2 separate regions of the Sus scrofa genome follow, and region 1 is linked to region 2. A link is a contact called in public promoter capture Hi-C data. All regions are on one chromosome and are shown on one strand. The core of a region is the stretch at or near the end of the contact, and the rest is flanking DNA. Distances in the headings are between cores, read along the strand shown.

Region 1 (4,714 bases), core at 401-2,900, 310 kb before region 2:
AGACATTGACAATAAACCCTGCCACTCACCAAAACAAACCCTAACATGCTTCTCCTCCACTAGTGTCTGCATGTCCCCACGCTGCATCTTGGCAGATTAAAGCAAGCATGTTAAAACGAGTTTCATACCTTCTCTATCAACTTGATACTTCTGCTCTATTTTATTTTTTTTTTTAGGGCCACACCCATGCATATGGAAGTTCCCAGGCAAGGGGTCAAATTGGAGCTACACTGCCGGCCTACACCACAGCCACAGCCACGCCAGATCTGAGCCACACCTGTGACATACACCACAGCTCATGTCAATGACGGATCCTTAACCCACCGAGCAGGGCCAGGGATCGAACGTACGTCCTCAGCGATGCTAGTCAGATTCATTACTGATGAGCCACCATGGGCACTCCCTTCTGTTCTCTTTAAAGCATACCTCACTAACCAAAACGGGCCTGATTTCTCACCCCCCAGCCTTGACTTGCTTTTCTGCAAATTAACCTCCTAATTTATGTCTTATTTACTCATCGGCGCACACTGCTGCTGGCTTCTCTGGCCACTGAGATCTCCAAAACCTCAAAAAGAAAATGAGTTCTTGAAGGTAGTTGCTAACTTGCGTTTTTTTGGCCACATCTGCAACATGCGGAAGTTCGTAGGCCAGGGATCAAACCCACACCACAGCCATGACCTGCGCCCCAACAGTGACAAAGCCAGATCCATAACCTGCTAGGCCGCCAGGGAACTCCTCTAGCTTGCTTTCTGTTCATTCCAGGCCTTCTAGTCTACAGTAAAGACCCTTTTCAGCAGCTGTTTGTCACCCAAGCCACATCATTAACACAGATTCTTTCACAAGTTGAGATGAACTAGATAACGACTAATCGTGACCACACGATGCCACCCTTCCTCACCTTTATTCTTGGAGCCAGTGTCCACGAAGAAGAGTTTTTCATCCGGGGCCTCTGATATCAAGCCACTGGGAAATGCAAACGCAGAATATCAGCCACAGAAGTTGGGAGGAAGCAAACTGCTGCAGAAGGTGCAGATTTAACCCCTCAGGGCCCAGCTATCCCATTATGCTCATTCGGACACGCTCTTCCCCCATGAGACCCCTCCAGGTCAGGGCCCCATCCCTCCACTTTGCGGAACTTAATACTTAAAACGCGCTAAGCTTGGGTGGGGGCGAGGGGCACAGTAATACTAGAATGTATTCGTTGTTTACCTAGGTTCTAATTTAACTGGGAGTCTTCTAACCGGTAAACCTATCACGTCCCCATCCCCGCCACTTCCCAGCGCTGCCGGGACCCGCGCTTCCTGACCCCCGGAAGTCCCCCCAGCAGCTCGGCCTCGCACCCCGCCACCCAGAACCAGGCTCAGCTCCCGGAAGTCCCGCCCCACGCACCCGCTCGTGCGCTCCTGCAGCCGCACGTCCTCCAGGAACTGGTCGACCTCCAGTCCCAGCGGCTCCTGAGCGAGCCGCCGCCACCCCCGCTTCTTATTTCTTGGGCCTCGCCGCCGCCGCCTCAAGGCTGGGTCCACCGAAGTGGGCCGCAGCCCCAGGAAGCCAGAGTCGGCCTCGCTTTTTGAGCAGCGCGCACCGCCAGCGGCACTACTTCCCGCCGCCATCTTGTTAAAGGAAGCACTTGGCCGCCAGCACCCTGAAAGTCGACTTCGCGCATGCGCGCGCCGGCCCCCCGCCCTCTCCCATGACCTCCTTCCGGTGGCCGCCATCTTGGTAAGGTGGCTGGAGCCGCAGAGGGGCGTGGAGGCCGCCCTTCTTCCTCTGTTATTCGGGTCAGATCCAGGTTGTAAGTTTGGGGCTCTAGCTCTCAGCGACGCACCTCTCCCGGCCGCCCAGGGATACTTTTAAAATCTGAGTATTATTTTTAATTTTTTTATTTCAAAACAATCTAGTTTTCTTAAGAAAAGTTAGAACCATGACAGATTTGGCACAAGACACGTTCCAGTCTCAAAATGCGTCTTTCCACGTTCCAACCCTAAGAATCTTGGAAATCCGAGAGCTTTTTGAATGTCAAGGTTGGGAACACAGAAGGTTACATGCGAGGAATGTTAGAAACTCTAGAAGCGCAGGCTCCGAATGAGTCTTTTCTAAGCTACGGAGCAGTGCTTCATTTGCTTCATCTGTGAAATGGGGGCGGTAATGGTACATCTGCCTCATAGGTTATTCTGGAGCTAAAACAGGGTAATACATACAAAGCCCTTAAGGTTGTGCGTGGCATCTCATTGTTAGCTATTGTTACTGCCTCACTCCCTGAGATTTCATCTTACAATCAATTTTTGCTGTTTACAAATAAGGAAGGAAGCTCAGGGGCCCTGGCAACCATCCATAGGGATCGAGAGCCTCCTAAAGGCCGTTCTCCACTCGAGAAGGAAAAAGGTACAGAGCGGGAAGGCGCCACGCAGCGCAACTCCGCATCGGGAAGGTGATAGGCCCGGATTGTGGCCCTTGGAGACCTGATCACCTACCACCTGGGACCGGGATTGCAGTCGCCACCAGCCAGCCTTGCTGCAGGGTGTCCGCCAGGGGGCGCCGGGAGCTGCGCCACCGCGCGAGCGTGGGCGGGAAGGGCGCGAGGCCAGCGTGTCCCGGGGCGCCGTGGGTGTGGCCCTGGGTGTGAGTCGGCGGACCGCGAGCGGGGTCCGCTGCAGAGCGGAGGCCAGAGCCCCCGGGCGTGAGCGAGCGCACACTTGGCGGTCCTGTTGGGCAGCGTCCCCTCCTCCCCTCCGAGTGCCCGTTGGTCCCCAGTGTTACGTGTCAAGAGCTGTGTACCTAGGTTGGGTGGACGAGGGCGGGGGCGCGCGCGCGCGGGCGCCCCAGGGCTTGGTTCCCAGGCCCCCGCGGCAGGAGGTAGAAGGGAGGGATGTCCCGGAGGGAGGGCCCCAGAGAAACTTTTCTTTGGAAAATATGTCGGTCTGGCCCCCAGCCCGGGCCTGAGTCATCAGGCTCCCGCCGCATTGAGTCATGGCCTCCACCCCGGAGAGCCTGGAGGGGAGCCCCCCTGAGGTCCTGCCCTGGGCTCTCCTTCCCAGGGGGTTGCAGGGAGAGCGATCCCGCCCCCCAGCCCATCCCAAGACAGCCCGACTCCCTCAGGGAAAGAAGCCTTGGCTTTATTTGCACTGTGGGAACCGTTCCTATTATGCTCACAGGCCCTTCCCAGGCATGAGGTGAGGGGTGATGGGAGCGGGAATCCCAGCCAGCACCCTGGAGGGGCATGGGCCCCATCTATGTTGCTCTTCTCCATCTTTTCCGTGGGGTCCCCCACCAAGGTCAAGCACTAATATGTGGTGAAGGCAGGAAAATGCGTGTGTAGGGGGGTGAGGGTGCCCTGTAGGGGAGGGGGGGCTGTAGCACCAAGAGCCCCTCCCCCCACGACGTCCCTGAAAAGGAGTCTAAAAATAACGTCCTGGGGCCTTAGTTTCTGGCAGGGACTCCACTTAAATATGGCCTGATGGTGGCTCGGGAGGCTGTCTAAAATTCGCAGTCTAAAATTCGGACCACCAGCTGTGGGGAGCCTGAGGGGTCGGGGGAGCAGGCTGGGCTTTCAATCCAGGGCAGGTGAGCAGAGACAGAAGTCGGGGGGGCAGGGAGGAGCAGGAAGGGTGGGAGGACCGGGCTTTCCCCTTATTAAAGAAAGGGGTGCGACCTGAACTGGGGCAAGGGGCTAAGAGGGGTGCAGCTGAGGAAGTAGGAGGTTGCGTCTCCCCTCTGAGCCCCCAGTGGTCCCGAGGCCAGGATGGAGTGGAGGGTCCTTGCCTGGCAGGGCAAGAAGGAGCCAGGGGTGGGAGGTGGGGGGAGGCCTGTCTCTTAGTCATTTCAACCAAGTGGCCGCTCACTTGTGGGGAGAGGGGATCAGAATCAGGGATCAGACTGGTTAGGGCTGGTGTGTGTGTGTGTGTCTTTGAGTGACTCTGCAGGCGCTCTCTCCTGAGAAAGCGGGCTCCACGAGGGCTCTCTGCTGTAATCCCCAGTGTAGGAAGGAGCCCTGAACATATGAACAGAGTAGATGCTCAATAAATATTTGAATGAATGATGCATGGACGGATGCCTGCGTGTGTGTGTGCGTGTGTGTTCGTGTCCGAGTGTGCCAGGTGTATGTGAGCACAGAGGTGTGAAGGGTGGGCAGAGAAACCTAGCCCCTCCCATGGTGCCCCCTGTCTGGCGGCGGAGGGCAGAGGGACGCCCCTCCTTACAGCTGGGGGAGTGGGCAGGCGGGGTGCGCGTGCGCCAGGGTGGGGAGCCACAGCAGGGCGAGTGGGAGGGAGGGCTGGCAGGCAGGCGGCCGGCTCACTCGGCCGAGCCCTTGTGGCGCCGCTTGGAGGGCGGCACCAGGCGGCGGGGCAGGTTGGTGGGCAGCCCGTGGCCCTCGAGCTTGGCCTCGATGAGGTGGCTGGCCAGCGCGAACTCCTCGTCGTCCAGCATGCCGTCTCGGTCGACGTCGCTCAGCTTCCAGATGCGGCCCAGCACAGAGTTGGGCAGCTTGGTGCCCACCATCCAGGTCTTGGCCTTGGTGCCACTCAGCTTGCCATCAGCCGGCGCCAGGTTATAAAAGATCTCGTCGTATTTGGACTTGTCCTTGGTCACCACCCACTCGGCCTCGTCATCCGAGCCCTCCTCGCCGTCCTCCAGGGCCTCATCGGGCCCCCGCTCCACGAAGGGGCCCATGTGGGTGCCCTCGAAGGCACCCCCCTGCACGCCCACCTCCGTG
Region 2 (4,593 bases), core at 1,294-3,793:
AACTAGCAAAGCTATTTCCCACCAAAAGCATAGCCTGTGGGGACTGCATCAAACTTCCTGGTAAACACCGGGGCTGGGTGATGCCCCAGAAGCGTCGTCCGATCAGAGGGCAGGGAGAGGAAAAGGCCTTGAAAGGCAGGTGGGCCAGAGATTCTCAGAAGACGACAGAGACGAGGAAATGGAGGCGCACATCCCTCTCGGCTGCCGCCTGTGCAAGCACGTGGGCCAGAAAGAGCTGCATCCCTGCTACTCTCAAGGGCGTCTATGTTCTCTTAGGCCGCCTATTAACGAGTTTCTGCAGCTACCAGTTTCTCTGTAACTCTGTCACTGACCATCTGGCCATCTCTTGGTCTGCATTTCCTAGGCTGACAGCTTTCAGAGGTTTCCTCTGCTTGCCTTTTCTTGCCTGTCTGGCTCTTTGGGTCTCCGGTCTTTTTCGGTCCATCTTGCCCATCACCCTTCTCTCTCTTCCCTTTCCTGCCTGGTGCCATCTCTTTTCATTTATCTGATTCTTTCCTACTCTGCTTCTATTTTTTCAGTATGATTTTCCTCCATTTGACTCCATCTCGCTTGAGTTCTCCAATTGACTTTCTGGTTTTCTTCGGAACCAGAAGCCTGGCTTTCTGTGTGACTTTCTTTTTATCCTGACTCTCCGTCTTGGGCTCTATCACTGTCTCCTCCTCCATCCTAACCATCTCCTCATCCCGCTTCATTTCTCCACCTAAAATTTTGTTTCCCAGTTGTCTGAAGCTTTAATAGCCAGCATTTACTTACGGCTTATCCATTTATCAGGTACTGTTCTAAACCACTCATGTATTTATATGCATATGCACACACACACACACACACACACACACACAGTCTATATATACACCTTTCTCACAACCCAAAGAAGGTGCTATTAACATTATCTGAGCCAGAGAGCGTTTCATTAAGTGGTAAGCGGCAGATGACCAATTCCAATCTGAGGATTCAGGCTTCATTTTCCTATCTCCAATTTTCAGTGTAATTCTCCATTTTTCAATCTGACACTGTCTTCTTGGTTCTACTTGCTCTCTGCATCCTCAGAATTAATCTCTTCATTCGTCTGGCTGTATCTCCCGTTTCCCACCTATCTTCCTCCATGCTCATCTCTTGCTTTCTTTCCCAGATCCCTCAGCTGCCTCTTTTCAATCCCTCTGTCAGCTCTTGCCAGGTTCTCCCTATTTCACCGGCTCCATCTTTCTATTACCCAGTGGCCTCTCCTGATTCGTCTCTATTTCCTTCATTAACCTGTCATCCTATTGGGTCTATTTCCTTTTTTTTTTTTTTTTTTGGTCTTTTTAGAGCCGCGCCCTCGGCATATGGAAGTTCCCAGGCTAGGGGTCAAGTCACAGCTGCAGCTGCTGGCCTACACCACAGCCACAGCAACTCCAGATCCTTAACCCACTGAACGAGGCCAGAGACTGCACCCACATCCTCATGGGCACTAGTGGGGTTCGTTACCGCTGAGTCACTACAGAAATTCCCCTCTATTTCTTTTGGTCTTTTTTTTTTTTTTTTCTTTTTGCCTTTTCTAGGGCCGCTTCCCGCGGCATATGGAGGCTCCTAGGCTAGGGGTCTAATCGGAGCTGTAGTCCCCGGCCTACGCCACAGCCACAACAGATCCAAGCCGCGTTTATGACCTACGCCACAGCTCACGGCAATGCCAGATCCTTAACCCACTGAGCGAGGCCAGGGATAGAACCCCACGACCTCATGGCTCCTAGTCGTATTCCTTAACCAGAGACACGACGGGAACTCCTCTCGCAGTCCCTGTGAACCTCTCTCGTTGGGACCCACCAGCCTCTTGCTCTGGACCTCGCTAGTTTTCAGCTCTCAACCTTCCTGGCTTTGGCTCCCTCAATGCGTCGAAGATTCTTTTCGTGCCTCTACTGTAGCGGGAGGGGGCCGTGCCCTCCCAGATCAAAGGGAAGAAGCCGTGCTGCACCGCCTCCATCTGACACGCATGCGTACTTCTATATCCCTGAGCGCAAGCGCATCTACAGTTGTCCGCCTAAAACTTAAGAGTATTCCTGATAAGAGGGACAAAGAAACTTAGACGTAGCGGAAAAACAAGCGGGGTATGTAAGGCAGCGCCGTTCGGGGCTCAGCCTCTGGATACTAATCCACCAAGCCAGTGCCTGCACGAATAAACGCTGCTTCCTGGTAAAAAGCCTTAGCGTCTCCTTTCCCAGGACTTAAGCCCCGCTCACACTACTCCTTTCAGCCTCCCCGACCCCCAGGGAACGCTCAGGCTCCATCTCGGTCCACTTCTCCCCGCCGTTCGGCCTCCTCGGGCACATGTCCTCATCTCGGGATTTCTCTCTACCCCTCCCATCGTTCCCAAGCTGTCCCGGGACGCAGCCCAACTCCCGGCGCCACCACCAACACCCAGCGCAGCCGCTCGACCGCTCACCTCACTAACCACAGCGATCTGCTCAACTTCCCGCCCACTGCCCTGCACGCGCCCGAAGCCGGTTCTGCGCCTGCGCACGCCACCCTCACAGCCCAGCCCCGCCCCGCCGCAGAGGGAGGACCCAGTGGGCAGCTTCCAGTAATCCGTCTGCGCCTGCGTCCGGCGCTCTCAGGCCCGGCCTCCCTTCCGGCGGAGCCTGGGAGGAAGCTGTAGCGTCTTGGGGCGGGGAAAGGCAGCACGGTGGTTTGCTTTGCCTTTCGCCTGAAGAGCCTCTTGCCCTCCCGGACCAGTCGGAGGTCCGGGTATTTAGCCCAGCTGGGAAGCTGGCTGGAGCCCAAACACTATTGAAACACTCCCATGAGTGTTTTCTTTATTATAGTTCGTAATTATTAGTGCGTAATTCTGTTAATGTACAATTCACCCTATGAAGTCACTAATAAGTGATACAACCTGACTATCCGGATTTCCGTCTTGGAGGTCCTAGTGATACCTGAAAGATAATACAGGAATCTGGCTTCTTGTTCATCCAGTTGAAGAATGAACTCCGCGAACACAAACGCAGCAAGCAAGCAAAGTGTTTATTAAAGGAAAGCAGATAGCTCCCAGGCTGCTGGGAGTGGGGGAGAAGAGCCCCCTTTCTCTGTTGTCCTATAGGGGTTTTTATCCCTTAAAGATGGGGGGGTACCAACCTGGGGTCCGGAAAGATGTCGCTTTCTCCCAGTGGCCTTGTTCAATTACCTATATCAGTCCCTGTCCAATAGGGCCTTAGGGGTGGAAATGTCCCATAAATGTCATTGTTTCTTTGACCTTTTCTTCCCGTAACCCGAGTCACAGGGGATTAGGGATTAAAATCCACCTGGGCGTAGGTACACTCCTTGTAGTAAACAAGGCCTGTGGGATGTTACTCCCTGGAGCCCTTAGGCCACAAATGTTAATCAAAGGCCATATCAAAGAATGCATGGAAGCCCAGGCTCCTACACTGACAACCTGAGTTAATATTCTCCCTCACTAGCTTGAGGTCATCTTTGCGTTTACTGGTTCCTCTACGGAGAATGTTCTCCCCAGGGACTATCATGGCTTGCAGCCCCACAGTTTTCAGCTTTCTGCTCAAATGTTACTTTCTGGGAGATGTCTTCTCTGACTATGCTACTTTTTTTTGGGGGGGTTCTTTGCTTTTTAGGGTTGCACCTGTGGCATATGGAGGTTCCCAGGCTAGGAGTCTGGTCGGAGCTGCAGCTACCCGCCTATACCACAGCCACAACAACGCGGGATCCAAGTCTGCGACCTCATGGTAATGTAGGATCCTTAACCCACTGAGCGAAGCCAGGGATCGAACCCAAAACCTCATGGTTCCTAGTCCGGATTCATTTCTGCTGAGCCACTATGGGAACTCCTGACTACACTACTTTAAATAGAATCACTCCTTAGCCCTTTCCTGCTTTGTTTCTCTCCATAAAGAATGCAGTTCTGCTTGACATCCTATTTCTTTTAATCTGTCTTTCCCACCAAAATGACTACAAACTTGGGGGGTTCGGGGAGTTCCCTGGTGGTATAGTGATTAAGGATTTTGCCTTGTCCCTGCTGTGGCTCGGCTTCATTCCCTGGCCGGGGAACTTCCAAATGCTGCTCACACACAGCACCCTGTCCCCCCCCCACATAAAAAACCTTCAAGGGTTCAAGGGCCTGCTGGCTTGTGCGTCTGGATGAAGGATGGGTGAGTAGTGGGGAAAGAGGTGGGGAAAAGGAGGGGCAGAAATCATACACACCAAAGCAAGAGCTTTGGTTTCTACTCTGAGTGAACTGGGACCCACGGGCGGAGTTCCATGGACTTTAGATTTTAACAGAGTCCTCTGGCTCCCAAGTAGGGAACGAATATGGGATTCGAGATGAGAAAAAGGGGACCGGGGAGGAGGCTGCTGCAATAGGTGAGAGCTGCAATAGGCAGCTGGGCCAGGATGATGGCAGAGAAGATGGATGTTTTAAGGCAGAACCTGCAGGGATTGGCTGACACATTGGGTTTGGCATATGAGAGAAAGAGAGGTGGCAAGGATGACCCCAAAGATCTTGGCGGGAGTGCCTGGAAATAGGGAGTTGCCATCAGTTGAGATGGCGAAGATGCAGGAGGAGGGCTAAGAGAGAGTCCAGAGTCCTGTCTT

Evidence for each region. Promoter capture Hi-C pulls out the DNA fragments that hold promoters and counts their contacts.
Region 1: a contact with region 2 is called in a promoter capture Hi-C map of liver, with 2.4 times the contacts expected there. The contact joins the promoter of NOP53 here to the promoter of DHX34 in region 2. A contact is called at or near these places in 2 of 5 promoter capture datasets (fetal skeletal muscle and liver), 2 of 47 Hi-C or Micro-C datasets (heart right ventricle and liver) and 2 of 2 datasets of contacts at active chromatin or transcription factors (alveolar macrophages and skeletal muscle).

What each region holds. Positions count from the first base shown.
Region 1 is chr6:53,440,389-53,445,102 of Sscrofa11.1, reverse strand. It overlaps NOP53 (glioma tumor suppressor candidate region gene 2 protein), which reads right to left and starts at 1,650. Exons shown (of 12, transcript XM_021094646.1): 1 at 1,390-1,650; 2 at 899-963. The coding sequence starts at 1,613. It overlaps EHD2 (EH domain-containing protein 2), which reads right to left. Exons shown (of 6, transcript XM_003355959.4): 6 at 3,096-4,714. The coding sequence ends at 4,294.
Region 2 is chr6:53,129,143-53,133,735 of Sscrofa11.1, reverse strand. It overlaps DHX34 (probable ATP-dependent RNA helicase DHX34), which reads right to left and starts at 2,543. Exons shown (of 18, transcript XM_003127246.5): 1 at 2,438-2,543.